Linked DNA regions of Mus musculus: all the other regions are linked to region 1. The links are chromatin contacts, called in public ChIA-PET, HiChIP or PLAC-seq and promoter capture Hi-C maps. All regions are on one chromosome and are shown on one strand. The core of a region is the stretch at or near the end of the contact, and the rest is flanking DNA. Distances in the headings are between cores, read along the strand shown.

Region 1 (4,215 bases), core at 1,172-3,671:
GGTGGCTTTTATCCATCAAGCCAGCAAGACAGTCTATCCAGGGACCTCTGGGTCACTAAGGCCATCTAGGAGCCCCTGTGGGGAAGAGCTACACACACACACACACACACACACACACACACACACACACACAGAGTCAACCAGCCCAATGTCATCCCATAGCCCAGAGGGAACTCTGCTGCTGCACTTCAGTCTCAACCCCTTAGAGATGGCCTTAGGGGCTCTGTTGGAACTCCTGTGCCTCAGGAGGAGGAGCCACTTCCTTCCTATAACAAGAACGGGTGCAGGTGGGTGCCCAGAGCTTGGCTGGCACTGCTCACAGTGAGACTACAGATTTCTCTTCCTGTTTGACAGTCTTTAACTCTGCAAACCCCACATGCCAGCCTTGATCTAGAGATTTTACTATTTCTTCCTGAGCTGCTGGAACCCAAAGGGTGAGGCAGGCAGGCTGTCTCCTGAGGTCTACAATAAGTCAGTTAAGGGTTGTTTTTTTTGTTTGTTTTTTGTTTTTTGTTTTTTGTTTTTTTTTTTTTTTAAAGTTCCGAATTCTTTATTGTGTGTCTGGGAACTAGAAAGGTGATGTAGAGATAGCTGCCTGGTGCCTGGTACATGGGCACAACACTTCCCCAGGCCAGGTCAGGGTTAGCATGGTTTCTTGCCTCTAAGGTATACATCTCTGAGCTGGAATTTGTGCGAGCTTATGGGGGAATGAACTGCTCCCCCTCCTCCCAGCACCAGCTGGAGCCTGGACTACTAGGCTACTCTACCCAGGCACTGCCTTCCTTTACCATCTGGTCTCTACTTGACTGCTAAGCCTTCCTGCACTCCAGAATCAAACGTTTTGCAGGGAGGAGGTGGCAGGGTGAGGACAAGATAAGGGAAGGAAATGGTAGATGAGGTGGCTCTGGCCCTATTCTGTAAGCATGCTCCAGAAATTCTCTGTCCCTTCTATGGTGGAGACTGCCAGGCAGGGTAGTTAAGCAATAGGTCCAAATGTGGCTGGGATGCTCCTTCAATGGCTGGCATGTCGCTTGTCTTGACGTGGTGACCTTCTGGAAGTAGCCATGGTCTGTAGGCCACAGAGCGGGAAGGACAACTTAACAATGGGGTTGAAGATAAAAGCATGAAACAGTGATAGTATGATGCTGAAGACGATAGAGTTTAGCTGGATAACCTGATCTTTTCCTGCGGAGCATTTTCCACGAACCAATCAACACTCTTTTCCTTAGACTATTCCTGGCTATATCTATTCTCATTCATTCTCTCTCTCTCTCTCTCTCTCTCTCTCTCTCTCTCTCTCTCTCTCTCTCTCTCTCTCTCTCTCGATCTGAAACTAGGAAGACAAACTATGGTGTAATAAAGAATGAACTAACCCCACATGGCAGCTACGGAGGGCTCTAGATACAATCCAAGCCACGTGCACCGCTCACTTTTCTTGGATCCCTTCTGCTCTTTGGAGTGAGTCTGCCTCTTTAACTTGCGGGAATGGTGCTTTGAGAGGTTTCTGTGGCTCTCTGGCGTGCACACAGACGCGCAGTGCGTGCGTGTGTGTGCTCCGCACGCAGAGAGGGAAAAAGCGCGCGGTCCGGGCTCTGCGTCACTCCCCGCACCTGGCCAGAGATGGGTTTAGTAGAGGCTAATCCGCGGAGGGCACTTCATCCCGGGTGTTTCTCTGAGTCCCCGATTTTGCTGCCTGGAGTGCCAGCGTCCCATCCTGCTTCGGTTCCTGGTTCCCCCCACCAGCCCCCATCCTGCCATTCGACCCCAATGCAAGAAGGATGAGGCGGGGGAAGGGCTGGTGGCTGGGTGGCCTGCGGGTACGCTGCGCAGTGATCTCCGGGTCCGTTTCGGAGGGTGCGTGCAGAGAAGCAGGATCCCTCAGGGAGCGCGGGCTCCGCTGCCACCTGCTGAGAACCTCGCACGCCAAAACAGCCTCGGGCAGGGCTACCTGCTATAAATAAGCGGTCAAGAGCCCGGTGTGTGACCACACATCCCGCCGGGAGGGCCATAATCACTTGTGAGCACGCAGGGAATATTCCGGGCCAGGACTTCGCGCTGAGGCTGGATGGGGTGGCGATGCTTGCACCTTCCCCGAGCTCTCGTGGGGTGGCGCCTGGTGGCCCCTGGGCGGGCTGAGGATGGACCGCTGGGGAGCGAGGGGAGGGAGGCCGCGGAGGACCCGCACTGCAGCAGCTGTTGCTCGCCTGTGACTCGCCAGTCTGGGCCGAGTCGCCTAGCCAGAGTCGCTTGGTGCGGAGGGGAAGGGAGGGCATCTACTCCTGTTCTTGGCTCCCGGGGGACTCACTAGGGAGATTCCGGCTGCTGTCCCCCTCCCCCGCCTCTGCTTTCCCCAGCGCTCGCCCAGCCCGGGAGGAGGAAACGCGAGCGAGCCGCGCGCAGACACCTCCTCCTCCTCCTCAGCTGCTGTCGCCGCCGCCGGCCACACCGCGGTGCCTGTTGCTGCAAGCCACCTCGGACCGACCGTCTCTTCAACCCGCAAGAGAAGCAGAGACTGTGGAGTGGACCCCCACCCCAGCAGCGTGGGGCGGCAAGAGCACAGCCAGCTGAGGACCATGGACGCCCCGCCCGCCCAGGCCATCTTCTGGGTGCCCGGGAGCACCTGCGCGCCCTAGCTCAGCCCGGAGTTCTGAGCGTGCCACCTCACTGGTAGGTTCCACCTTGGGTCCTTAGGGTGCGGGGCAACCCTCCACTTCCAGCATGCCCCTGAGCTCCCTTGCTGCAGAGAAGGCGCGGTCCCGCCACCCAAGGGCGTTGCTGCCGGGTCTCTTGGGGTGCTCTGGTGGGGGAGGGGGAAGAGGCGGGATTTCAGAGCTACCTTGTTGTCCTCTGCTTGGGGGTGGGGGGGGGGGGGAGAAACCTTGATGCTTTCTGCGCTGCGACGAAGGTGCTCAGGTCCCCTGCTCCTCCTCCTTGCATATCCCGCCCCACTCCCTCCCGCCAAATATCACCGGGGCACAAGTGTTTGTAAGGCATCCAGCTCGGACGAGGCCGGTCAGAGTGACCCCAGGCCGCCTTTTGAAAGTTCAGGGTACTTTGCAGCGGTAACTTTGGCAGCTTCTCGGTGCACGCAACATTTCTTTCTATGGGCACATCCTGTGCTGGTCATTTTGAAACCCGGCTTGATTGTTTCCTAGCAGCTTCCGGGTTGCTACGTGAGTAAGAGGCTCACTCTAACTTCACAGGTTGCTGTTCTCTTCTTTTCTAAAAGATGTGTCGTTCTGTTTGAACCCCACCTAGGTGTGGCGTTCCTGGTTGTGATTTTATTTTAAATGCCTTGTTCTCCGGAAGTTGCTTAAAAAGGAAAAGAAATTGAAAGTGATGAGTGTTTCTCTCAGCAAACATCTTCAGCGCCCTGGTACTGATGATGGCAGGCATTCACCTCCTACGTACAACCCTCCTTCGTCCTCTTAGTGGCTGCAAGCCGTTCTTCTATTTAGAGCCAGGTGTTAGAAGGGAATTTTTGAATGACCTAATTTAAATGGGTCACACCCAGGAAGCTCAGCTGTCTCTACAAGTCTAAACTTCTAAACTTTTTGCGTTGCACCTCCATGGGCAAAGATCCCTTTTAAGACCCCCTCGATGTGAAGTGGGATTCCCATGAGTTGGAGAATGGCCACACTTAGGCTTTATTGTTTGTGGAGCCTGCTCAAGGTGGGAGGGGTGGGATGGGAGAAGGAGAGGGCAGCTGTACCCAAAGGTAGGAATGTATCACTTTTCAGGGTCTCACTACCTTGCCTGAGAGCTCGCTGAGGCTAGCGAGTTCTTTTCTCTTTTCTCAGCATTCACGGTGCCCCCCTTCTGCAGAGTCAGTTCCTCCCTGGGAACCCTGAGGACTTTCTTAAGGAACCAGGAAGAGGCATGAAAAGTACATAAACGGGTGGGTGCTTTGCAAAACTCTTAGCAATGGGAAGCTGAGCCTCTGATGTGCCTGTCTTTAATGTTCGTTCCTATCAAGTTAAAGGGACCAACTCTCTTAAGTTTATCTGTAAGAAACCATTGATGTGCCGTGAGCTCTACTGTGTGGTAGATGCTGCAGTGAGTTAGCTGGTACCCCATAAAAGGCTGCATGTATGAACTAATGACCAAGGGACCAAATGTGGTGCAATGGACAGTCTGAAACCAGCAGAGGACCATTAAAAGGGATGCTTTTGGGGGGGGGTGTGGATTTGTTCAGTCATTTACAAACCCATAGAA
Region 2 (4,106 bases), core at 991-3,490, 930 kb after region 1:
AATCCTAGCACTTGGGAGCCAGAGGCAGCCAGATTTCTGTGAGTTCAAGGCCAGCGTGGCCTACATAGCAAGTTCCAGGACAGCCAGGGCTACCTTGCCACCACCACCACCACACCCACCCTCCCACCCCCCCGCCCTCATGCCTCAAATTAAGTAACAAAATAGTTAAATCCACATCCCCTTAATTTAATCAATATAAGGTTACACATGATGAGGTTATAGCAATAATCCTGATGACCCACAGACCATTATAAAACATAATTATTATACTATTGTGTGTGTGAGTTAACCCAATAATCAACACTTTGTGGTGGCTTTGAGCAAAATTCCTTCCACCACTGAAGGACATCAGGAGAAGACCATAGTTTGCAGTTTTGTTTGCTGTTCCACAGTAAGGATCCTTTGAAACAAAATAGCCAAATAATTTCATCATCCCAAAGAATGGAAACAACCGTTGATGCTGGCTCCAACCAGAACGCTCCAACCAGAAAACAGAAGTGGTTCCTTCTGGTTTAGGACAAGCAATGAAGCACAGTGGCAGCTGAGAAAACAAATCTTATAAATGGCTCTTGTCAACATGAAGAACAGACTGGCTCTCTGGCCAGGCAAGTTCAGCTGAAGTGTATTTTGAAAAACAAACCAAACTAACCAACCAAACAAACAAAAAACCGAATCCTTCTGCTTACAAAATCAAAGGCCCACTGAGGTGCCCACCATGCACCTCTCTGAATTTTCCTGGGCCACACTGGTCTTCTGGTGTCACCTGTAGCAAGAACTAGTGGTCAAAAGAACAATTCTTCTGTCTTTTCCCTCCTCCTCACAATCCTTAATAGACTCTTAAAGCACTGACCAACTTAGCAAACAGTGTGTGCCAGTTACCTGATATTCATTAGATGCAAACTAATTGGTCAAAGTAATAGGAATATAAACACAGAGAAGGCCTAGCTTAGATAGCTAAAAACATGTTGCTACTCTAAGCCCAAAATATCTTAAAAATAACTTGTCTTTATTCTATTTTCTTTAGGACACATTTTCAGCGGGTGAAAATAAGTATCAAAAATATACACTATACGTGCTCAATATATATATATTTTTAAAAAACCAAACCAAAAGAAAAAAATTTTAATTCGATCATTCGTAAAAATTGCAGTTACAGTGTTTATTTAGCAAAAATATTTTTATCTGGCTACTTAGCATCATTTAATATGCAACATTAAATAATCATTGCAGTATGTCATCAAATATAATTAGCAAAAGTATTTTTATCTGAATACATATCTTTGCATATATTCGACAATAAATATTCATTGCAGCGAGATATCAAATATAAGTTTTTCTCTAGTTTTCGTAAATTTATATGATTCCTATTTAGTAATAGAACAGTGGAGTTTTTTTTTTAACCTTCTTATTAAAGGCTAATGAACACAATTATCACTTAAACACCCACAATAACATGTTTTCCAATCTTTTAATAATATATAAAAAATAATTTAAATTCCCTTATTTTTTTGTTTCTCTACCCTGAAGTTTCAACAAATATATAACAATTCTTTGAAGGGCTCTCAGAGTGGGTTTTGCCTTGTTCCCAATGCTCCCAAACACACACATACCTGCCTATATTTGTACCCATCTGGTTTTACTGCATATTAAAAATACTAAAATTTACTCCTATTTTTCTAAGATCAGCAGGAAATTATTAGTCTCACCTTGTGATCAAATGGCTCATTTTAAAATAAATAAATGTCCGTTCCCTTAGTAAGTTCCAGAATATAAAAGCAGATATATATGATTATTTTGAAAGAAGGAAACAGTTTCAAAGAACAAACTCATAAGATGCTATTCTCTTAAGTCCCGTGTCTGGAATCGAAAATCAGACTTTAAATATTTCTTTACATTTTCAATTGTAACATAACTAAGTCCTAAGGCCACTATGCTAGATAACAGGCAACTAAAAATTGGTATCTCGTTTCACTTAAGGCAGTTCACTCACCGAACTTCAGCTCATGCTGCATACACCCCAAAAGATCTCGTCTGTCACCACTCGCTGACAATGTGCTCTAAAGTAAGAAACGAGAGCTGGATTGCAATGGTTTACTTACCTTTTGGTGTCTTGAAAAATTCTGGCAGGACTAAAATGAAGGTGATCACTATTGCCACAAATAATTTAAGGAAAGCTGTTTCTGTCATGTCTACTCACATGACACAAATGTGTTCCCATCGGTAGCTTGATAGTATGTTGCTTCCTGCTTCTCATCTCTGCTCTACTTCAAGTTCCTGAGATTCACCTCATACTCACTTCCGTTTGGGTCTGACTTTAAAAAAAAAAAAGTTACCCGGGACTGAGACTTCTTCATTTTGAGTCACTTTGCCTAATAAAGCCACCCTCTAACAAGAACTGTTGTGCTAACTGATAAACACGAAAGATGAGGAAATGGTCTTAAGAAACACAGAGGGTCTGGCTCCAGATTTAAATCTGTTTCTCATGTTTACCAATGTGTAAGAACAACATGGTACATGTAACCTACAACATAATAACCAAAAACCAAAGGACGAATGTCAGTGCTACCCCAGTTTATAAACATTGTTCACTCATTTACTTAGTAAATGATAGTTAATCTCTCTGAAAGCCAGACACTGTGCTTGGTTCTGGTGTTTGGAAGACAGTAAACAGTGCAAGATATGAGCATAAACAAGAGACTTATGAAAATTTGGGCTTCTGCTTTACCGTTGTCTCTGCAAGTGGCCGAATGGAACTTGTTAATGTTACGTCTATAAACAGCGTTTACTATGACGCAATCCACATTCTTGTTCTCCTTGCAAAAGAAAAAAAAAATCATTTGTTTTAGAGTGTAAATGAAGGATAGGGGAAAACTTTGATGAATACAGACAGCATACATGGCAAGCAAATGTTCTTACTTAGACAATGCAAGTAGTTAGCATTTCCATTGCCCCCTCACCCCACCCCCACCCCCCACCCCTCCTCTGGTTACAATAAAATGTAGCCAGTATTTCAGTTTGTACTTGGAGCAAATGTATCCTTTGCTCCCTGCTCAGTGCTGCAATTCTGTAACCAGTCCTTTCCGCTGACCCTCTTTTGTTCTCTCTCACCCTCTCCTGCGCTTTATGGAACAACAGGTGGGTGGGGAGGGAAGGGACAAAGATTAGATGCGCCAAGAATGAACTCATTTGTCTTTCCACTGGATACTACAGTTTACATACACATGGGAATCCTCAGTAAGGGGATTGGAAGACCTGAGCAGTCAAAATAGGGACAGAATTCCCAAGCCTATACTTTATTTTGAGAATATCATAAAGGATTATTATGTGAACACTAGCCAGTAGGAGTAAAGTTTCCACTTAAGGACCATCTGGACCCCTTGATACTCTATAAATATTTGTAGCCTTCAGCAATAGGGGCTTACTGTCCGGTCGTGGAGGAGCAATACCCTGCAATGTTTGTGGGGGTCTATGGGATCCCTTTGGCCAATAATTCAAAATGATGTTACTCACTCCTGGTGCTGGGAGTTGTATGTGGTAGTATATGATGTCTAGTTGAGATACTGATCCCCCTGCCCCATGATATGCTAACTCCATTTAAACTCTGTATATAAATATACATCTTAGAAAGCTTCTACAGTAGTAGAATTCCATACGACTTCTCAAAGGCCTTTAGTGTTGATGGTCCTTGGCACAGTTCCTCCTCTCCCCAGCCCTCCCAGTCCTACCCCATCATTCCTCCGATTACAACGTCCCTTTTATCCCTTTATAAAACTATATTCTATTTTCCCCTTCCTTGATATCTTAATGTCTATTCTTTCGCCTATAAATGTTGCAATAGTACCTTAAAATACTCAGTAATTCTTATATCCATATAAAAATTGATTTAATGGCTTCCTATGTTGTAATATTTCTGCCAGGTCTGTATTAGTCATTTTCGGTTGCTGTGTCGAAATGTGAGCAAAACGACTTAAGGGAAGAAAGATAAATTGGGCTCAAATGTTGAGGGGCTTCAGTGCATAGTCACGTGACTCCACTGCTGCTGGGTCTGTGCAAGGTGAGGCAAAGTATTGTGCAAAACATGGCAGAGCAACGTGGCTCACCTCGTG
Region 3 (4,197 bases), core at 144-2,643, 800 kb after region 1:
GAGAAGAGGAGCCCTTGGTAAGCCTAACTCAGTCCAATATAAGGCAACATAGCCAAGAGTACATGGATAGCACAAGTTGGATTTGATGGGATTGGACGGGGGTGGGTTGGGGGGACACTCAGGTGGGTGGGTGGTTAAGAGTTAGGAAGGGGCGAAGAAAAACACAGTGTTCAAAATTCTCAAAGAACTAATCAATTAAAGCTCTCTTAAAATATACCCCGCCAAAAAGTTTTATATGCAAGCATGCTTGTATTATTTATGATATAAATACACACATAAAGAGGGCCCAACCTCTTCAACAAGGTGGCAGAGAATGGACATTCACGGATGAGGTCCCCTCCTACAAATCCCCCTCCCCCACCCCCCGAGGGCAGCTTACGTGTCTATGTTCAAGGGACTGTCATTCATTCAGCTGCCATGTCCCCCACATGGATATGCGCGTCCTGGAAGATGCTCAGAACCTCGAGATGTTCCTAGGGTGCACATTCTGGCAAACAGCCCCAGACTTTAATGAATTCGTAGGTAGCATGGGTGGGACAAAGGGGAAGGTTTATTTATTTATTTTAAAGGAAGTATGAGGAGACAATAAGAATTTGCTTAATACATCAAACAGAAAGTGAAAGAGAAAAGAATAGTCAACCACAAAACCAAAAGTGGTGGCGGATGGAGGGAGCGCCGTAAAAACTAAAGCTATGAGAAAAGGGGGGTGGGGGGGAGGGTTGTAATCAAGTCAACACAAGCACAAGAGAAACCTGGCTCTGTCAAACTTTGGGTTTGAAGGCCAAGTGCCAGCTTCCGGCTGGATTCAAAGTTACAAAGAGTTTGGGAATCTTGATCTCAGTCACTTCCACCAAATGTTTCTTCAGATTCTTCTGTGGACAAAGGGCACGGCAAAAACTAGCGCAGCGGAAACGAATTCACATAGGAGGGACAGAATTAAATCCTTCCTCCAAAACGCTCATAAATTAGTGAGAGGTACAGACTAATAAAAGATTATAGTACCACGTGATGAGGAAACAGAACACTGTTTTTATACACACAGCCCAGTGTGCTGTCACGACCACAAAAGACTACAAAACTTCGTGAAAGGAGAAAACAGCCCAAACCAACGGGACAGGAAAAGTCACAGAAGTCGACTCACTTCCTTGGCTACCGCTGAAATGCCAGCTGTTGTCTGTCTACCCGAAAGTCACAGAAAATTCTTAGGTAGTCCAAACGACAGCCACGCTTTAAAACACCGCCACAAAATCGTTTTGTAAAAATTTCAAAGAAAGGTTACCTATTTCCAGCACTGACGGTACCATTTTCTTTCTCGATTGAAATATCAACGCAGTAATTTGAAAAATCCAGAAAAGCCTTCTTACTTACCAAGACTTCCTTCTCCGAATTTCTCTGAAAAAATAAGTTGCTTGACCAACCCTAGTCCTAAGCCTGGGAACCACGGTACTTAGGAGTGGTTTGGCGTCATCTCTTGGTACTCGTTGGAATTACCCCGTGTATAAAACCCTTCCAAAGCAGAGGGGCTCTGAGCTGCCGTCTATAAATCTTTGCTTCAATCTTTAGATTCATATAAACAAGCAGATTATGAACATTTTGGTGTTACTACGAGTATTTATTTAAGGTATGTTTTGTCTGCTTTTTGGTTTTTATTTTTGTTTAGTTTTGTTGTTTGTTGTTTGTTTTGTTTTATTTCAGACTGAATTTTAAATTGCCACCAGGATAGAAGTTAGGAGATTCAGTTCTGTGCTGTGACAATCCTTCATATTTCCCCTACAAAATCACCACTGTCATTCGAGCAAGGTTTCAGCACCTTGGGACTGACAGAGATACTTTAAAAACAAAATAAGCTTAAAGCTCATGGCGTGCTTTTTGGAAAGCCGGTTTTCAAGAGAAGTTTCAGTGTCAATACACATTTAGCCAGCCTCGACAGTTTGTCAACATTCACTACTACTGGGAGCTTCAGTTCTTAATTCGGGAAGAGCAAGCGATGCTGGTCTTCTTCCACAGCAGCTTAGAACTTGGTTTTCTAAAGACTGTTTAGAATTTGAGAAACACGTTTAGTCAAGGCTGAAAGGCAAAGAGGATGAAGGGCAGACACTTTGAGCAGGTGTCCCTGTATCCCGGCTTCTCACTCGATTAACTAGATGATCGTCTCCTAATTGATCTCTCTGGCTACCATCATCTCGTCTTTGAACAAAAAAACAAAAACAAAAAACTACCAAGACTGTACGTTGGCCAATGATAAGCTGGAAATCACTTCTGCTTTCGGGAGGAAACGAAGAAGAACATCTTACTGCTCATAGTCACTCAGCAAACATAAGAGGAAGTCTTCTCCGAACTGGGGAGGCTCAGCAAGGAGTGATGGGGCAAAGCTGGCAACTAGTGTGTGGAGGGAGCGAATGAGTGGAGATATCCAGACCCGACTGGAGACCTAGGCAGAGGGGAGAGGAGCCAATGAGATGCAAGGGATGGCAGGCAACACTGGGCCTGCTTCTTAAGAAACCACATGATTCAGAGGTATACACACAAGCTTGAGCAAGCACGCACGCACGCATACAGGCACACACATACGTGCGCCTAGCATTGAAGAGCGGTCACATGACTCACATCTCGGTTGTATTGCACAGTAATGATGACCTTTGGGGATGCAAGTGCTACTCCTGTTGAAGCTGTCACAACTCTAAGGGGAAGGGTAGAGCCAACCTAATTCATGCAACTCACATGGAAGGGACCACATGACAGGAAAATGAGCAGAAAAGAGAACACATTGGGCTGAGTGCCTCGCTTAGCCAACTGTGTAGCTTTGGGCAAGTTGTGTAACCTCACTGAGATTATTTTTTCATCTACAGAACAGTCAGAGTTGTGATTTTTTTTCGAGGGATGATAATGAATACCAAGCAGCTGGAATGATAACTGACAAAAAAAGAAGCCACAAGAGTAGGAGATTTGGATTCTGTGAAAGCCATGTTTTCACATGGGAAAGTAGAAAGATCATAGAGCATTGAGATCACATGAAGCAAATCAGGAAGCAGAACTATGGCCTAGCACGCATATACAGGGCTCGTCTTCCTGCCAGCTTTACTCTGGGCATTTTACAAGTACTTACCAACACTCATAAAGGTGCTGGGAGATAAGTGTTCTACCCCCACCTCACACTGGTTCAGGAGTAGCTAAGAAATGGACTGGTCAGGGGCAGGCCGTCCCAAGACTGTGCTCAGCATCACAGTGTGCCAGGTCCCAAGTCTCACATAAGGAGACACCGAGAGGTAGCCATTTGACTCAGAAGCCGGAACTCAGGTTCAGAGTCAGAAGCCGATGGATGCCTGCGGCCAGAAGGCAGAGGGAGCACCACCCTGCCTTCACTTCCAACTGTCTGATTTCTAGAGCCATAAGAGGAACACATTGCTGTTGTTTTAAGCCACGTGGCTAAAGGAAATTTCCTATATCGGCCACAGGAGACTAGTAGCATTATCACATGCATATACTGGAACACATACAATGCTTTTCTTCAGAACTCTTGTCTTCCAGCATAACTAAGAGAGAGTCCCATTCACCATGTTATCCCCCTTTGTCCTTTAAAAAATACCATATATGATGTTTCATATTTTATGAGATAGCATCTTACAAGTGGGTCTCATATCGTCCTGCCTCGGCTCCCCGGTGTTGACATTGCAAGCATGCGCCACCCTATCCGATTTTATGTGTTATGCTACTTTAATTTTTTTTAAATGTCACAGTGGGATAAATAAGATAATATAGCCTAAAGCCAGTTAATATCCTGTCGCAGTTCAGACAGAAGGAAAACATTATTAAGTACTGATATTAAAGCTAACATTTGCTGTTGAATTTGTGGGGAAGACAAACCACGGACTGAATTAAAATGGTATTTGTAGTGCGTACAACCATGTAATGGTATCCAAACTATGTCAGGTTTTCCACACATCAATAAAAATGTGACTGAGAAACCCAAAGGGCGGGCACAAATTAAGCCAAGAATATAATCGGATGGATTGGGGGCGGGGCTAGAAATGGGTCTAACACGAGAAAGCACACGGCGAAGCATCCTCACTGCCTGTGGGAAGATACAGACACTACTCAGTGCACACTCCTGAGATAGACAAAGAACAGGACACTCAGAGATACCAAGTATGAGTCAGAATGTTAGAAACAGGAGCTTACCAACACTTCCCGTGCTCC
Region 4 (4,448 bases), core at 703-3,202, 660 kb after region 1:
TCCCCCCCGCAAGCCTTGTTGCAAGAGTAAGTATACTTAGGCAGACCTGGTGTTTTAGTAGTGCCATGCACCTGGGGTCCCGGAATAAAACATGGAATTGCAAACATGTGATGTGCTGTGGATGGCCGCAGACAGCCTCTTTGGTGTGGTATCACTTGTCCTCAGTTAACCGTGGCCAAGACAGTCTCCAAGAACAACATGGACCAGACCTGCAACCGTTGTGTCAACCTCACTAAATGGGTCCCCCAAGGTGACCACATGAATCTTCTGGTTTTTTATTTATTTTTTCTTTTCTTTTGCCATCCACGTGGGATTGATAGTGTTTTCATGAAGATTGGATTTGATGTTCATATCTGCTTGAACAACCAAAAGTTGTCCCATGTCAAACAGCAGCCGCCCCAACGCCCCTCACCCACCGCTGTCACTGTAGTGCAGTAGAGCGTGTTTATGGTGTTTATGGTTTGACATCTTCAGGCCAGCGGCAGCGTTGGCCACAGAAGCTTCTCCTGCAGCTCAGAGGAGCTCAGTGCAGAAAGAAATCTTGGCATTGCGTCTTTAATCATGGCTGCCCTTGGAGCCTCTCCTCACTTGCAGGGCTGTAAGCCAGGAGGAAGGATGCTCTGCCTTGGCCAGCATCTGAGCCTCTGCTTGGACAGGGTGGTACCTCACATGGTTAAGTCACAGTTCATGGTTTGACCCCTGAAGAGAGCAGCGTCTGGGAAGACGGCTTTGACCCGGGCGCTGTGCTTCAGCACGCGAGGACTAAGCTTATTCTCACTGCCCACGTCTTCTGCCTTTTTGTTGTAATTGCTCTTGTACCAACTCTATAGTGCTTCTGCACTGGGTCCAGCCAACTAATTGGGACAGCCTCAGCATCCACAGCCATTGCCTCTGCAGGGTCCCTCCCACCATCCATCATGTGGATCTTCTCTCCAGCTTCAGCAAATGTTCTGCCTACTTTTCCTGTCCTACCTTCTCTTCCCCTGTCACATTGCTCAACAGTAGAGTGTGAGTTCCTTGGCTTCACAGAAGCTGTTGCGGGTGACTTCAGGTCTACTGCGGTCACACCCAACTCTGGTTTGTGTGGCTTTCTCAGCAGCTTGGAGGCCAGTGCTCTCCTTTTTCACAGTTGTATAGTACTTCCCCTTGAAGTTCAGTTTTAGGGTTTTTGTCTGTTTTTGTTTAAAGACAGGGTCTTGGTGTACAGCCCAGGCTGACCCCATATTCCTGACCTGTCTGCCTCAGCCTCCTGACTATCAGGGTTGCAAGCATGAAGCCTCATGCCCAGCTCCAGGTGTTTCGAGTGAGTTCCTTTATTCAGAGCAGATAGAGAACTGATAAGCCAACATATTAGTTAAGGTACCCCCAATACACCCACGGTCCCACACTTGACACGGGGTACCTGCTTTGAGCTCCGTCTCTCTGGGCGTGTAGTTGGCCAGTAGATAGCACAGGGCTAGACTTACATTACAAATTAAAATGTGAGACATTGTGGGAAAGTATTTGAAAGTAGTCTCCCATTCTTTAAATACTGCTTAAAAGGAAATACTGTTTCCAGCTAGGTGTGGTAGGATATGCCTGTGACCCCAGCATGTGGGAGGTAGAGGCAGGAGGATCAGGCATTTAAGCCAGGCTGAGCTATATATTAAATATACACACACACACACACACATATATATTATATTATTATATATTTCTGTTTCAAGTAATATTCCTTTAGTGATCTCACTGCTGGAGGTTTTTGAATGCTTAATGAGTAATGTGTTTATTTAATGCTGACCTAAGATGCATTTTTCTCCCCCCAAAAAAAAAACCCAAAAACAAAAACCTCTGTAGATTAACCACAGTGGAACATGCACTCTATGTAATTCTTTCGCAGATGGGATTAAGTAATGTCTTGGAGTGGGCCCAGTAGCAGCCCACATAGAACACATTAGCCAGGAAAGAATTGCTTGAAGCCAAGTACCTAGAACATTGCCGTGAGCCTGGCCCCTCAGCAACACCAGCCTTGAAACCCTGCTGCCTAGGCGTGGGCTTCACAGCTTGGAAACTCATTTGCTTGATCCAGAATTACAGCATTAGCATCATTTTTAAATGCATTCAAAGGTATAACAAAATATAAAATAAAATTCAAAAGATGCCATTCCTTTTGTCAGGCTGCATTTAGAACAGGAAAATGGGAGACCAGAAAAACAGGAGAGGGCGTAAGGATGCGGACTTAGGAAGGGCCAATTTAACTCAGAGCAGGTATCTGCTACATAGTAACTAGTCTATGCCTGTTTGATCCCAAATGATCTCTTTAGAAATTTAATCCCAGCACTTGGGAGGCAGAGACAGGTGGATTTCTGAGTTCGAGGCCAGCCTGGTCTACAAAGTGAGTTACAGGACAGCCAGGGCTACACAGAGATACCCTGTCTCCAAAAACCAAAAAAAAAAAAAAAAAAATGAGTGAAAGATGGAAGACTGAGATAGCCAAGACATTAATCTCTCTCTTACTTCAACCTATACCACCACACTGTCGAGTTTTCCAATAGACTCTACCTTGATAGTTTTTTAAAGTGGCTTTGAAACATCCAGGAAACTCCACATTAATTGGACAACTGTGCCGTGTGGCAGGAAAGAGTGCTTCTGAGCACAGAGTACTGGCTGCTTTCTGTTAGTCATTTGGCCTCTGGCACAAACACTGTCCTGTGGTTCCCTAGGTAGTCATCGACTGGAGCTGTTCCCACACTGTTCAAATCCACAGCAGCCTCTTCAGTCGGTAGCATTAATACCCCGTCTCACAGAGGAAATCGAGGCACAGAGACAGTTAGCGAAGGAGGAGACACTGGGAAATGCAGTGGGAATTACCATGCTGAAATTATTTAGATTCTCAACCTACAGAAAACCCAGTTGCTGGACAAGATTTCTAAAGCCACTTGGCATGGACTGTCTGCCTGGGTCCCAGACACACAGGCCACTCAATCTTCTCTAGCACTTTCCAAAGTAAAAAAGATAGTTTCCTTTTTACTGAAGGATTTTTAGTGACTTATTCCATCTTAATAAGAAAAGACCAAATAAACCTTATTCTCCATTGTGGGGGTTTTTTCTTTCAAATTTAAAATAAAAAATATATGCGTGTGTGATGGAAGTTCCAGTCACCTGGCCACGCCCCCACCACTTGTTCACTTTTCTGTGTCTCTGAATCCTGACTTAGCTTATCTGTCTGGACTCAGCTCCCAGCGTAAGGTTTTAAAGTACTGACAGAAGTAAGAAAGACCACGTAAAACGAACCCACATTTTATTATTTAACTGGTCACCTCAAGCCAAACAAACAAAAAACCAACAAAACAAAACAAAAATATTCGTGCAAAACTTTTTGAGCCAAAACCATTTTATGGGTGGCACCCCCGCCCCCGAGAGCCAGTCACCGCCCACCTTCACCGTGAGTGCTGGACCCCTCCCTCATGTGCGAGCCATTCTGGCGCTGAAAGATTGTGCTGTAGACAGCAATGACGGACTTCCTTTGAAAGAGCCAATGAAAACTGTCAGCGTTCCGCAAAAGAGACTTGGAGAGGCAGGATAGAGTATAGATCTGTAGGGCCGCGTGTTTGCATAAGAAGTAGGGATTGAACTGTTTCCATGTTTCCTTCGAGAAAAATGGAAATCGGAGAGCTAGCCCGTGGGAAACCCGGTGCAGTGCTGAGAAGTACCGGACACGGGCGCACGCAAGAGCCTCTCCCCGCACGCGGCTCCTCCCGCAGCAGAGCACCTTAACCTTCTTGCTGTCATTACTTATCTCCATGTCTGTCTCCCCCTAGAGTGTGAGCTCCTCGAGGGCAGGAACCCTGTTTTTATTCATCTTTGTGTCCCGGTGCCAAGCACAGTGCCTGGCTCATGGTAGGTGCTCGCTACATGTTTGTTGAATGAATATAAATGCAGCGCTTCTTGGGTTGAACAGCTCATTCTTTTTTCTTTTTCTTTTTTTTTTTTATTGTTTTTTTTTTTTTCCGTTGGGGGTTTTGTTTGTTTTTGCCCGATGTTGTAAATGCTTTTTATTTTTAGTAGACTTGAGGGAAGGGAAGCACCTTTTCTCAATGCTTTGCACTTAATCTTGACTTTACTAGGAACCATCCTTCCGTCATCGTGCAGCCTGGGAAGAGACCTCTACCTGTGGAATCCCCGGATACCCAAAGGAAGCGCAGGATACACAGATGCGACTATGATGGGTGCAATAAGGTCTACACTAAGAGCTCGCACTTGAAAGCACACAGAAGAACTCATACAGGTAGGGCACGCATCAGTGCCCAAATGGGAACGATAGGTGTGAGTGGCAAATCTGGCGCATCTGAGTTGGGTGGGTCGTTCTTATTGGGGAATATTCACAGAGAGGAATCTGGGATTTAGTACAGAAGAGCAGTAGTTGGTGATCCGGGAAGGAGGAAGAGGCAGAGGAAGCTGTATGAGAG
Region 5 (4,448 bases), core at 245-2,744, 700 kb after region 1:
AGTTAGTTCATATTGTTGTTCCACCTATAGGGTTGCAGACCCCTTCAGCTCCTTGGGTACTTTTTCTAGCTCCTCCATTGGGGGCCCTGTGTTCCATCCAATAGCTGACTGTGAGCATCCACTTCTGTGTTTGCTAGGCCCCGGCATAGCCTCACAAGAGACAGCTATATCAGGGTCCTTTCAGCAAAATCTTGCTGGCGTATGCAATAATGTTTGCGTTTGGTGGCTGATTATGGGGTGGACCCCCGGGTGGGGCAGTCTCTGGATGGTCCATCCTTTCATCTCAGCTCCAAACTTTGTCTCTATAACTCCTTCCATGGGGGTTTTGTTTCCAATTCTAAAAAGGGGGGAAGTGTCCACACTTTGGTCTTCCTTCTTCTTGAGTTTCATGTGTTTTGTAAATTGTATCTTCTTGGGTATTCTAAGTTTCTGGGCTAATATCCACTTATCAGTGAGTGTATACCATGTGAGTTCTTTTGTGATTGGGTTACCTCACTCAGGATGATGCCCTCCAGATCCATCCATTTGGCTAGGAATTTCATAAATTCATTGTTTTTAATAGCTGAGTAATACTCCATTGTGTAAATGTAGCACATTTTCTATATCCATTCCTCTGTTGAGGGGCATCTGGGTTCTTTCCAGCTTCTGGCTATTATAAATAAGGCTGCTATAAACATAGTGGAGCATGTGTTCTTATTACCAGTTGGAACATCATCTGGATATATGGCCGGTGGTCTTTACAATAAAACTATGGAGTGGATTTCTGTCTCTCCCTTGGATCTTATTCCGGGTGGATATCTCATCCAGTGAGTTAGTTAGAGGATAGAGAGTGGCTTCCTGGCTCCCAGGTCAGACTCATCTCTCCCCAAAACCCTACCAGAGCTTCTACAGTCTCCAAAATAACATTCTCATGGATGGTTGAAGGTCTCTGGTCACTTGATCCTAGATGGATCCAGGCTCAGTCCAAAGCTTGGATGGAAGAAATGCTACATGTCACATTAGAATCTCCAGCCATTTCACCAAGGTCCCAAAATGAATAGGGGGGGGGGGAGGCGGGGGAGGGGGGGCTGGCTCAGTGGTAAAGAGCACTGACTGCTCTTTCCAGAGGTCCTGAGTTCAATTCCCAGCAACCACATGGTGGCTCACAACCGTCTGTAATGGGATCTGATGCCCTCTTCTGGTTCTGTCTGAAGACAGCAACAGTGTACCCATATAAATAAAATAAATAAATCTTTAAAAAAAAATAGTTAATGTGGGCACCAAGACTCTCACGAAGCCCCCTGGGGCTTACTTTTTAACATGACAGGAAAGCTATGGAGGGCCATGCTGAGTGAAGTACCTTCTTGGTCTGTTACCCTATTATTGTGTTTGGCAAGTGAGGGAGTCAGGGCATTAGTTACTCTACCGCAGAGCCAGGCCTCAGCAGACACCACCAGCCACTTCCCCACAGTCAGTCAGACCTGGGCCACTGGGTCCCCTGCCTTGTTGCTTGGCAGCTTTCTTCAAGGCCTGGCCTGGGCAGCCACACCCAACATTCTCACCACACCCTGTAATTCTCGCCACCCAGAAGTTCTTGCCACACCCTGCCTGCTCCCGGAAGGTAAACAAGGCCTCCAAAGAAGGGCTGCATTGTGTGCTTGCCCTCTTGGCCTTGGCTCTGGAGGCCCCAAATGGGCCTTTGACTTACAAACTCTGGCAGATCTATAAACAGTGACTAGAACAGAGGCCCTCCTGAACTTCAGCTGACCTCCAAGCTGGTCGGTTCTGAGGGACAAGTGCCTAGGCACCTGACTCCAGTGAGCAGAATTTCTACACCACCCAGAAGTGGGGGGAGTTTGCATTTGGGAAAGATAGAGGGAGGGGTGTCATGCTCCCTGGGGAAGACTGAAGTTTGGTCGTGTCACCCAGAGTAGAAGAAATTGCTGGGACATCAGTGAAGACCTCGGCAATGAGAGATGACAAAGTTCCTTTCCATGGAGCCCTGATTTGCACAGATGCAGCCGCTGAGGCATACAGAGTGCTTGCCCTGCGTCCCCCACTAAGCCTCAGATCCTTACCTTATTTGTGGATCATGCTGAGGGCGAAGCTCACTGTTTTCATTTCGCTAGTGAGGAAGCTGTGGTCCAGAGCCAGTAAGCAGGCTGCTCAGGGGCTGCTGATGAGCCCACAAGAGGAAGAACTAAGTTCTGAACCTAGCCCCTGGCTGGAGGCTGCCACCAGGGCAGCCTGTGAGTTAACACTGAGTCCACTTTCTTATGTCACAGGATGCACAGAAAAGGAGTCACTTTGGGGGTGTCTTTGTCTATTTTGACTGCTGCAATAAAATGTCGCAAACTTAGACCCTTTACAAACAACAGAAATATGTTGTTGAGAGTTTGGGAATTTGGAAGTTCAAGACCGAGGCACTAACAGATCTGGTATCTGCCCACCTGTGGTCATGGGGATGGTTCATGCTGTGATTGTTCCAGCAAGAAGAGGCGGGACACCACGGCCCCACCCGTTCAGGACCTCAGTACCTTATATCACCTTGTGACTTTCGTACATGGGCTTCATAGGATACAAGTACACTATAGCAGACAGACTGCTGAGGATCCCCCAAAATTATCAGGTCTCCTCAGAGTAGCTGGGTCATGTGCAGAAGGTTGGCGGGACTTTCTTACAACCAGAAAAAAAACTTGGCCCATTTGCCCTAAAAGCTCTCGAGTGGCGCACGGCTTTAATCCTAGTCCTTGGGAGGCAGAGGCAGTCTGATTTCTGAGTTCAGGTCAGCTTAGTACAGAGGTCCAGGACCACAAAGACTAACCCTGTCTTGAACACCGAAAAAGAGGGAGCTAGAGAGATGACTCACTGGTTAAGAGCACTGGCTGTTCTTCCGGAGGACTCTGGTTCAATTCCTGACACCCATGTGGTAGCTTATAGCTGCAACTCCAGCTTTAGGAGATCTGGCACTCTTACACAGATGTACATGCAGGCAAAACACCAGTGAACATAAAATAAAAACAGATCACACTCATTGTTAACTGTGTGTACCGAAAGGGTAAAGAAATGCAGAGATTCCCCTCACAGAGACTCTATGCAAGGGGGAGTTCTGTATCTGACCTCCAGTGTGGCCTTCCAGGATTGTCCCTCTGAGGTAATTTCCTGCAAAGGATGTGACAAATACCCCTAGAAAGAAAACTCCCTAACACACAGGTGTGGAAGGCTGAATGCCCCAAACCCTACTAAACACAGGGCTTTGCTCCATACCGTCAAGCGTTTGCAAGTCAATGGGGAGCAGGCTTTCCTAGTGTAGTGTCTGGGAATAAGCCTCATTTGTTAGGCTCTTGGTTAAATGCCCCCTTTTCAAGTCCTCCAAGAAATATTCTGAAACATCAACTTACTTGTTCCCATGGATCTTTCCTTCAGTTAGTACGCTAGAAATATTTCAAGACTAATGGACAAAGGAAGGTTTAGGATCCGGGTTTTTTTTTTTTTCCAAGTGGGAACCCACATAATTTAAGTCATGGGTGCCCTCTGCTGGAGACCCAGGAAAAAACAAGGACTCTAGCAAGAGCTGGGCTTTAAGGTCCTCCCTCCTCTTCTCCATGGCTCCTCTTCCTGTCCTTGGTTATGGTAGTGAAGCTTAGTGAGGAAAAAGCTGGGACATTGTGAGCCAGGCTGGGACATCAAATCCTGGCTCCTTGTGACTTTGGGTTATTGAATCTGTCTTTTACCATCCTTATTTGAAAGACTGGGATGGAAGTTAGAGCCTATCTCTCAGAACACCTGCAAGATGTAAATGAAAGACTGTCCCGGACACTAGAGGAAGGGCTGCATCAATACTAAGTGGAGTACTCCACCCAGAGAGAGGAGTGTGCTACCCATGCATGCTCTGGTGGTTGCTTTTATGAATGGCATCATCACATTTTTTTTTTTTTTGACTAATGACATCTAAAAGAAATCTTTCTTCCCCTGTCTGAACCCCCAAGGGTCACTCTCATGGCCACGAGGAATTCTAACGATTTAGGAGTCATCAATAGGGAGGCGCCGCTGAGAGGGCTCCAGCAGAGATAACAGAGCACACAAGTAATATCGTCCATCAACCAACGTCCAGTGACTCAGCTGTGAAGCACTCCTGCTTTGGCTCGGATCACGGAGCCTTACCATCATTTGAAAGGGATGAAGGAAGTCACTCACGCTCTTGCTAGCAAAGAAAAACAGATCAGGGTTCAGGTCTTCCCCAGATAGCAGAGCAGGCTTTAGACAGGCTGGTGACACTGTGTCCAAACAGTGCAGCAGGCAGGTAAGCCTAGAAGGTAGATTTTGCCATGGCGATGGTGTGGCAGGAACAGCTTTTGAGCATTTTGCGTGGAAAAATTTCACGCAGACATACAACTTGTGCCAGGCCTTTTCTAAGCCTGCAATGAGCCATCTCTGACATTCCTTAAGCCGGAACTCTCCCCACATGC
Region 6 (4,238 bases), core at 442-2,941, 830 kb after region 1:
AGGAGCTGAGAAGAGTCTAAGACCGAGAGACAGCAAAGTGGAGATATTTTGCAGACAATTGATATTTTAAATGAAACATCAATAGACACGAGAGGTAAGATAGTCCATGGAAATTGTTTCCTGTGTCGGTTTGAGAATGCTCCTCTGTTCCATCCTTCAGGTCTCTGTCTATCACCTTGCATGAAAAGGCTCACTAAATTTCAGAGGTAGATTTATTTCCCTGAGAAGAATCCAGGCATGAGTAACCAGAATTGCCCAGAGTTCAAAGCTGAACGGACGACCATTGACACAAGGCACATAACACATGTGCACACATGCATGTATATGTATGAGTGCACATGTGTTATGGTTCATGTGTGGAAGTCAGAGGTAACCTGCAGGTGTCAATCCTCTCCTTCCACCACATGGCTCCTGGGATCAAACTTAACTCATCAGGATTGGCAGCGGCACCTGTAACCACTCATTCATCCTGCTGGGCTGAAAAAGTTTCCCTTGTGCCTGGCCATGCCAAGACATGAAGACTCTCTTGGATGTATTTAACCATCTACAAATCTTGAAGACCTTTTTTTTTTTTCAGATATTTGGGGATGCTAGTAAAAAGTTTGCTGTGTTCACCAGTTAAAATATATTCCTGCAATTTGGAATGCTAATTAGCCAACCATCAGCTGTTAATGGAGGCAGAGATAATAGGATTGCTTATTACGGCTGCCTCTGGAGCCTGGGTTTCCTAATGAGAATGCCCTGCTGACCTGGACTGTACATATTTTATTGGAATGCTGACAGCTCTCAGATTGTAGCTTAATCTAAGAAGCCTACATAATAGCATACTATGTATGTAAGAGTGTTCTAAAAATAACCGAAGTCATAATACTGAATGCTGACAGTAAGTAAAAATGGAAAGATAGGGCAGCGGCAGTGCTGTGCTTTGGATATAGTTTGAGTTGGCTCCCTAAGGGATGGGGTTAGAAGGTTGGTTCTCAGTGCAGAGATATTGGGAAACTGTACCTCTGGCAAGTAGGGCCCAGTGGGCATTCCTAGGGTTCCTGGGAAAGCTGTCCTCAGAAAGGATTAAGGTGCCTCTTGTGAGACTCTTGAGCTCTCACAAGAATGGGTTGTTAAAAGGATGAGCCTAAGCAAGTAGTTGTTCTCTGGCTTCCTGTTTTGAGATGTAATTCCTTCCTCATGAGCTCCCACTACTGGGACAGCATCCACCTTGAGACCCTCAGCAGAACCAAGCCAGGTCTGGAGCTTGCCTTGAAGTCTCCAGAACTGTGAACTCAGTAAACACTTTTTCCTTATAAAATGTGCCTGCCTCTGATATTTTGTTATAGTAAAGAAGAGTGAACGGGCACCAATGCTATGAAACTAGAGTGCTTTAAATCTAAATCTGTTAAGTTTCAAATCCTACTGAGAGTTCAGGCAATGAAAGCCTAACATGAGTCTGTAGCTTGACAACAAGGAAGTCACTGTGACTTTGATGCAGATGGCTTCATAAGGTGGTGGCGGGAGGACTCTTGCTGTCTTTGATGGAGAGGTGATGACAGGAGTGGGTACAGAAGATCAGCATCATGCTGAAGAGTTGGAGAAGAAACATAATGGAGCATAAAGCTGAGAGGTTTGAGAGAAACCCCTTGTTCCTGTTGAGGTGCTGTGGTGGAGACACTGTGGGCATAGTTAAATGTGAGAAGTCACTGTTGGGAGAAAAAGGAAGCCAAGAGACCTCAAACCAGCCCAGGGTGGGGCAGTGTCAGGTGGTAAGGATAGTGGTAACTAAAAGGATGACACTGTTCCCATGACAACAGAAGAATGAACCCATGGTCCCTTGGCTTGGGTATCCTTCAATTTGGGTTTAGATGGGTTTTGGTGTAAGCTGATGTGTGTATTGTATAAAAAGGAGATCTACTTAGATGCTTAATTTGATTTAAATAGTTAGTGTTTAGTTTATTAAGACTGCAATTTTAAACACTCAATTCTTCATCCCAAAAATCATAATTCTATATATAAGCCTAGCAAAATTGAGCAGCAGTTTTCTAGGGAAATTTGTTTAATATTTGATTCTTTTTTTTCCTATTGACTTGAATGTTTTAATTGTAATATATTCTATTTCCTTTCAAGTGCCTCATCTATAGATTACAAAACCTTGTTGAGTACTTCATAATTGTTATACAAGCTATTAAATATATAAAGTGGGCTTAAAGACCTAAATGTTAATACAGTATTCCTAAATGTGGGCCATTTCAGCTAAAGTCTGTGATGTGATAATTCAGCTGGTCATTGTAAATTGGTTTTCAAACCTTGTGACCCTGTTAACTTTCATAAATATCAGTAGGACAGAAAAGGTCAAATGTGCACAAAAAAGCATTAATAGCGTGGCTTTGGTGCTTTAGCCTTTCCACATTTAAGTTTTAAATCTTCCTAGAGTTGGAAAAGGTTTACTCATGAGGAAAGAAAATTACTTGGAAATAACTGAGGCCATTGCGAGTCTGACCTTCTGACAGAGCAGCAGGCACCCAGGCAGGACACCTGCAGCCTCATTGCTGCATTGAGGATCCTTATGACAGGTTATCTGTGCTGTGAGTTACAGGACTTAAGGAAGACCTGGTCTCGTGGGTCTAATGACAGGCATCCCCGGTATGAGATCTACACGGTACCTGATTCCTCATCTCTCCTGGGGATGGGACTTCCAGATTGGTCTTTGATCTTAACACAGAAATATATATATATATATTTCCACCTACATGTGAATGGTCCTTGTGTTTGACAGACCCCTCTAGATATTTACCTTGTACCTATAGTTTTGAACTGGTTCGCCTAAATTAAATAGTTTATTTTCCCAGAGCTCTGACTCAGGGTCTCACACAAACTAGGCAGATGCTTTGTGACAGAGCCACACTCCAGCCTCAGTAAATGATGTGGTCATTTGGGTGGTGGTGATGGTAGTGTTAGGAGTGGAACTTGGGCCTTACTCAAACCAGGAGAATGCTGTACCACTAAGTCACAGGACCAACCTAAAAAGTATTTTCTATTTGATATTAGGTGGGATACTAGACATTTAGATGTCTTCTCTATTTAAGGAACTTTGAACTTGATGGAATCCCCTGCATAGTTAAATATTCTTAGGATCACACAATGGATGCCGTTGTTCAAAGGACCAATTGTGTTTTATTTTTTGTTTAAATTTTATTTATTATATGTAGATGGGTGTTTTGTCTATATGTATGTCTATGCAACACATGCATGCCTAGTGCACACAGATTTCAGAAGAGGCCGTTCGATCCCCTGGGACTGCAGTTATAGATGGTTGCCAGTCGCCATGTGAATGCTGGGAATTAAACCTAGGTCCTCTGAAAAAGCAGCCAGTGCTCTTAACTGCTGAGGCATCTCTCTAGCCCCTCTAATTATGATTTAGATGTCCTCGATCAATCCAAGTCTGATTTGCCCCAACTATACAAGGTCATTCTTCTGATTTTATGGGAAGGAGAGAAAAACAACAACATAGTGAGTTCTCATAGGATGCCTTCTGCTTTCTGAGTTAGGCCCCGAAGGTCTGTGTTAAAGGAGGTGAGAGCTATCTAGGTGAAAGGTGAGAAACAAAGCTTTCCAGCAGCATTTAATAATGTGAGAAGCAAGTTGATGCACTCTGCTTATTTCGTCTTGTGTGTGTGTGTGTGTGTGTGTGTGTGTGTGTGTGTGTGTGTGTGTGTGTTTGCGCGAATGTAGAGGTCAGAGGACTCGAAGGTTATTTCCTTCTGCCTTTATGTTGATTCCAAGAGTTGAACTCATGTCATTAGACCTACATGGAAGTACCTTTACCCCCTGAGCCATCTCATGGGACTTATGCGACTATTTTATAGGCTTCTAAGTGTGTCACCTAATGACCAGTTAGTGGAGACAATACTTAGGATATATAATTCATGGTTGATATTTATTTAGTTTATATTTTTTGTTAAATGTGTACATCTAGCCACTTGAGGACTTTCTATTAATTATAGATATTCCTTGTAACTAGCCAGAAGTTCCAGCTCAATGTCAAGGACTTTATTAATAAAGCACAACTGAAGTAGTCGCTTATTACACAGCATTTGACTTTCTGTTTTATTCACTAGCCAATTACCAGCTGTCAGGGCACAGTCAATATTGTAGATCTGAGTCAGAAGCCATCACCCCTGAGTGCATTGTTCTTTCTAATCACAGGCAGTGATCGGCCCAGTGAAAGAATTACATTAGTCATCAACTCA

The links. Promoter capture Hi-C pulls out the DNA fragments that hold promoters and counts their contacts. ChIA-PET counts read pairs in DNA pulled down with a chosen protein or histone mark. HiChIP or PLAC-seq counts read pairs in DNA pulled down with a chosen protein or histone mark. Capture Hi-C pulls out chosen DNA fragments and counts their contacts.
Region 2: a contact with region 1 is called in a promoter capture Hi-C map of liver, with 2.2 times the contacts expected there. The contact joins the promoter of Tmem156 here to the promoter of Tbc1d1 in region 1. A contact is called at or near these places in 4 of 39 promoter capture datasets (hippocampal neurons, liver, neutrophils and 1 more) and 1 of 115 datasets of contacts at active chromatin or transcription factors (memory CD8 T cells).
Region 3: a promoter capture Hi-C map of adipose tissue shows a contact between it and region 1. The contact joins the promoter of Tlr6 here to the promoter of Tbc1d1 in region 1. A contact is called at or near these places in 10 of 39 promoter capture datasets (the C10 cell line, embryonic stem cells, hippocampal neurons and 4 more), 2 of 115 datasets of contacts at active chromatin or transcription factors (memory CD8 T cells and pancreatic cancer cells) and 3 of 9 other capture datasets (adipose tissue, embryonic stem cells and liver).
Region 4: a contact with region 1 is called in a promoter capture Hi-C map of hippocampal neurons, with 3 times the contacts expected there. The contact joins the enhancer-like site here to the promoter of Tbc1d1 in region 1. A contact is called at or near these places in 7 of 39 promoter capture datasets (the 3T3-L1 cell line, the C10 cell line, cranial neural crest and 4 more), 1 of 15 datasets of contacts at CTCF or cohesin (large pre-B cells), 3 of 484 Hi-C or Micro-C datasets (LSK cells, hematopoietic stem and progenitor cells and uterus), 7 of 115 datasets of contacts at active chromatin or transcription factors (the NIH/3T3 cell line, embryonic forebrain, epiblast stem cells and 4 more) and 1 of 9 other capture datasets (liver).
Region 5: an H3K27ac HiChIP or PLAC-seq map of extraembryonic endoderm stem cells shows a contact between it and region 1, with 6 times the contacts expected there. The contact joins the enhancer-like site here to the promoter of Tbc1d1 in region 1. A contact is called at or near these places in 12 of 39 promoter capture datasets (the 3T3-L1 cell line, the C10 cell line, the HPC-7 cell line and 7 more), 1 of 484 Hi-C or Micro-C datasets (muscle stem cells), 10 of 115 datasets of contacts at active chromatin or transcription factors (bone marrow-derived macrophages, cardiomyocytes, embryonic forebrain and 5 more) and 3 of 9 other capture datasets (adipose tissue, embryonic stem cells and liver).
Region 6: an RNA polymerase II ChIA-PET map of memory CD8 T cells shows a contact between it and region 1, with 8 read pairs. The contact joins the enhancer-like site here to the promoter of Tbc1d1 in region 1. A contact is called at or near these places in 3 of 39 promoter capture datasets (the 3T3-L1 cell line, liver and neutrophils), 2 of 115 datasets of contacts at active chromatin or transcription factors (memory CD8 T cells and stem cell-derived neural progenitor cells) and 2 of 9 other capture datasets (adipose tissue and liver).

Annotation. Positions count from the first base shown.
Region 1 is chr5:64,157,839-64,162,053 of GRCm38.p6, forward strand. Tbc1d1 (TBC1 domain family, member 1) reads left to right here and starts at 2,422. Exons shown (of 22, transcript NM_001310611.1): 1 at 2,422-2,667.
Region 2 is chr5:65,089,369-65,093,474 of GRCm38.p6, forward strand. Tmem156 (transmembrane protein 156) reads right to left here and starts at 2,241. Exons shown (of 6, transcript NM_001370814.1): 1 at 2,100-2,241. The coding sequence starts at 2,187.
Region 3 is chr5:64,958,655-64,962,851 of GRCm38.p6, forward strand. It overlaps Tlr6 (toll-like receptor 6), which reads right to left and starts at 1,394. Exons shown (of 2, transcript NM_001359180.2): 1 at 1,369-1,394.
Region 4 is chr5:64,823,004-64,827,451 of GRCm38.p6, forward strand. It overlaps Klf3 (Kruppel-like factor 3 (basic)), which reads left to right. Exons shown (of 6, transcript NM_008453.6): 4 at 1-26; 5 at 4,107-4,267. Among named protein-coding and RNA genes, the nearest start is that of Gm31684, 8.4 kb to the left of the region's middle. Within about 2 kb of position 1,953, at least 23 of the 459 cell types and tissues checked have an H3K27ac peak or open chromatin away from gene starts, as enhancers often do. A contact at or near this core is called in hippocampal neurons, where this site is marked.
Region 5 is chr5:64,863,312-64,867,759 of GRCm38.p6, forward strand. No RefSeq gene overlaps it. Among named protein-coding and RNA genes, the nearest start is that of Gm31889, 14 kb to the right of the region's middle. Within about 2 kb of position 1,495, at least 201 of the 459 cell types and tissues checked have an H3K27ac peak or open chromatin away from gene starts, as enhancers often do. A contact at or near this core is called in adipose tissue, bone marrow-derived macrophages, embryonic stem cells and 3 more, where this site is marked.
Region 6 is chr5:64,988,485-64,992,722 of GRCm38.p6, forward strand. All of the region lies in intron 2 of Fam114a1 (family with sequence similarity 114, member A1), which reads left to right. It overlaps Gm32374 (a long non-coding RNA gene), which reads right to left. Exons shown (of 3, transcript XR_003955930.1): 3 at 3,907-4,238. Among named protein-coding and RNA genes, the nearest start is that of Mir574, 20 kb to the left of the region's middle. Within about 2 kb of position 1,692, at least 43 of the 459 cell types and tissues checked have an H3K27ac peak or open chromatin away from gene starts, as enhancers often do. A contact at or near this core is called in memory CD8 T cells, where this site is marked.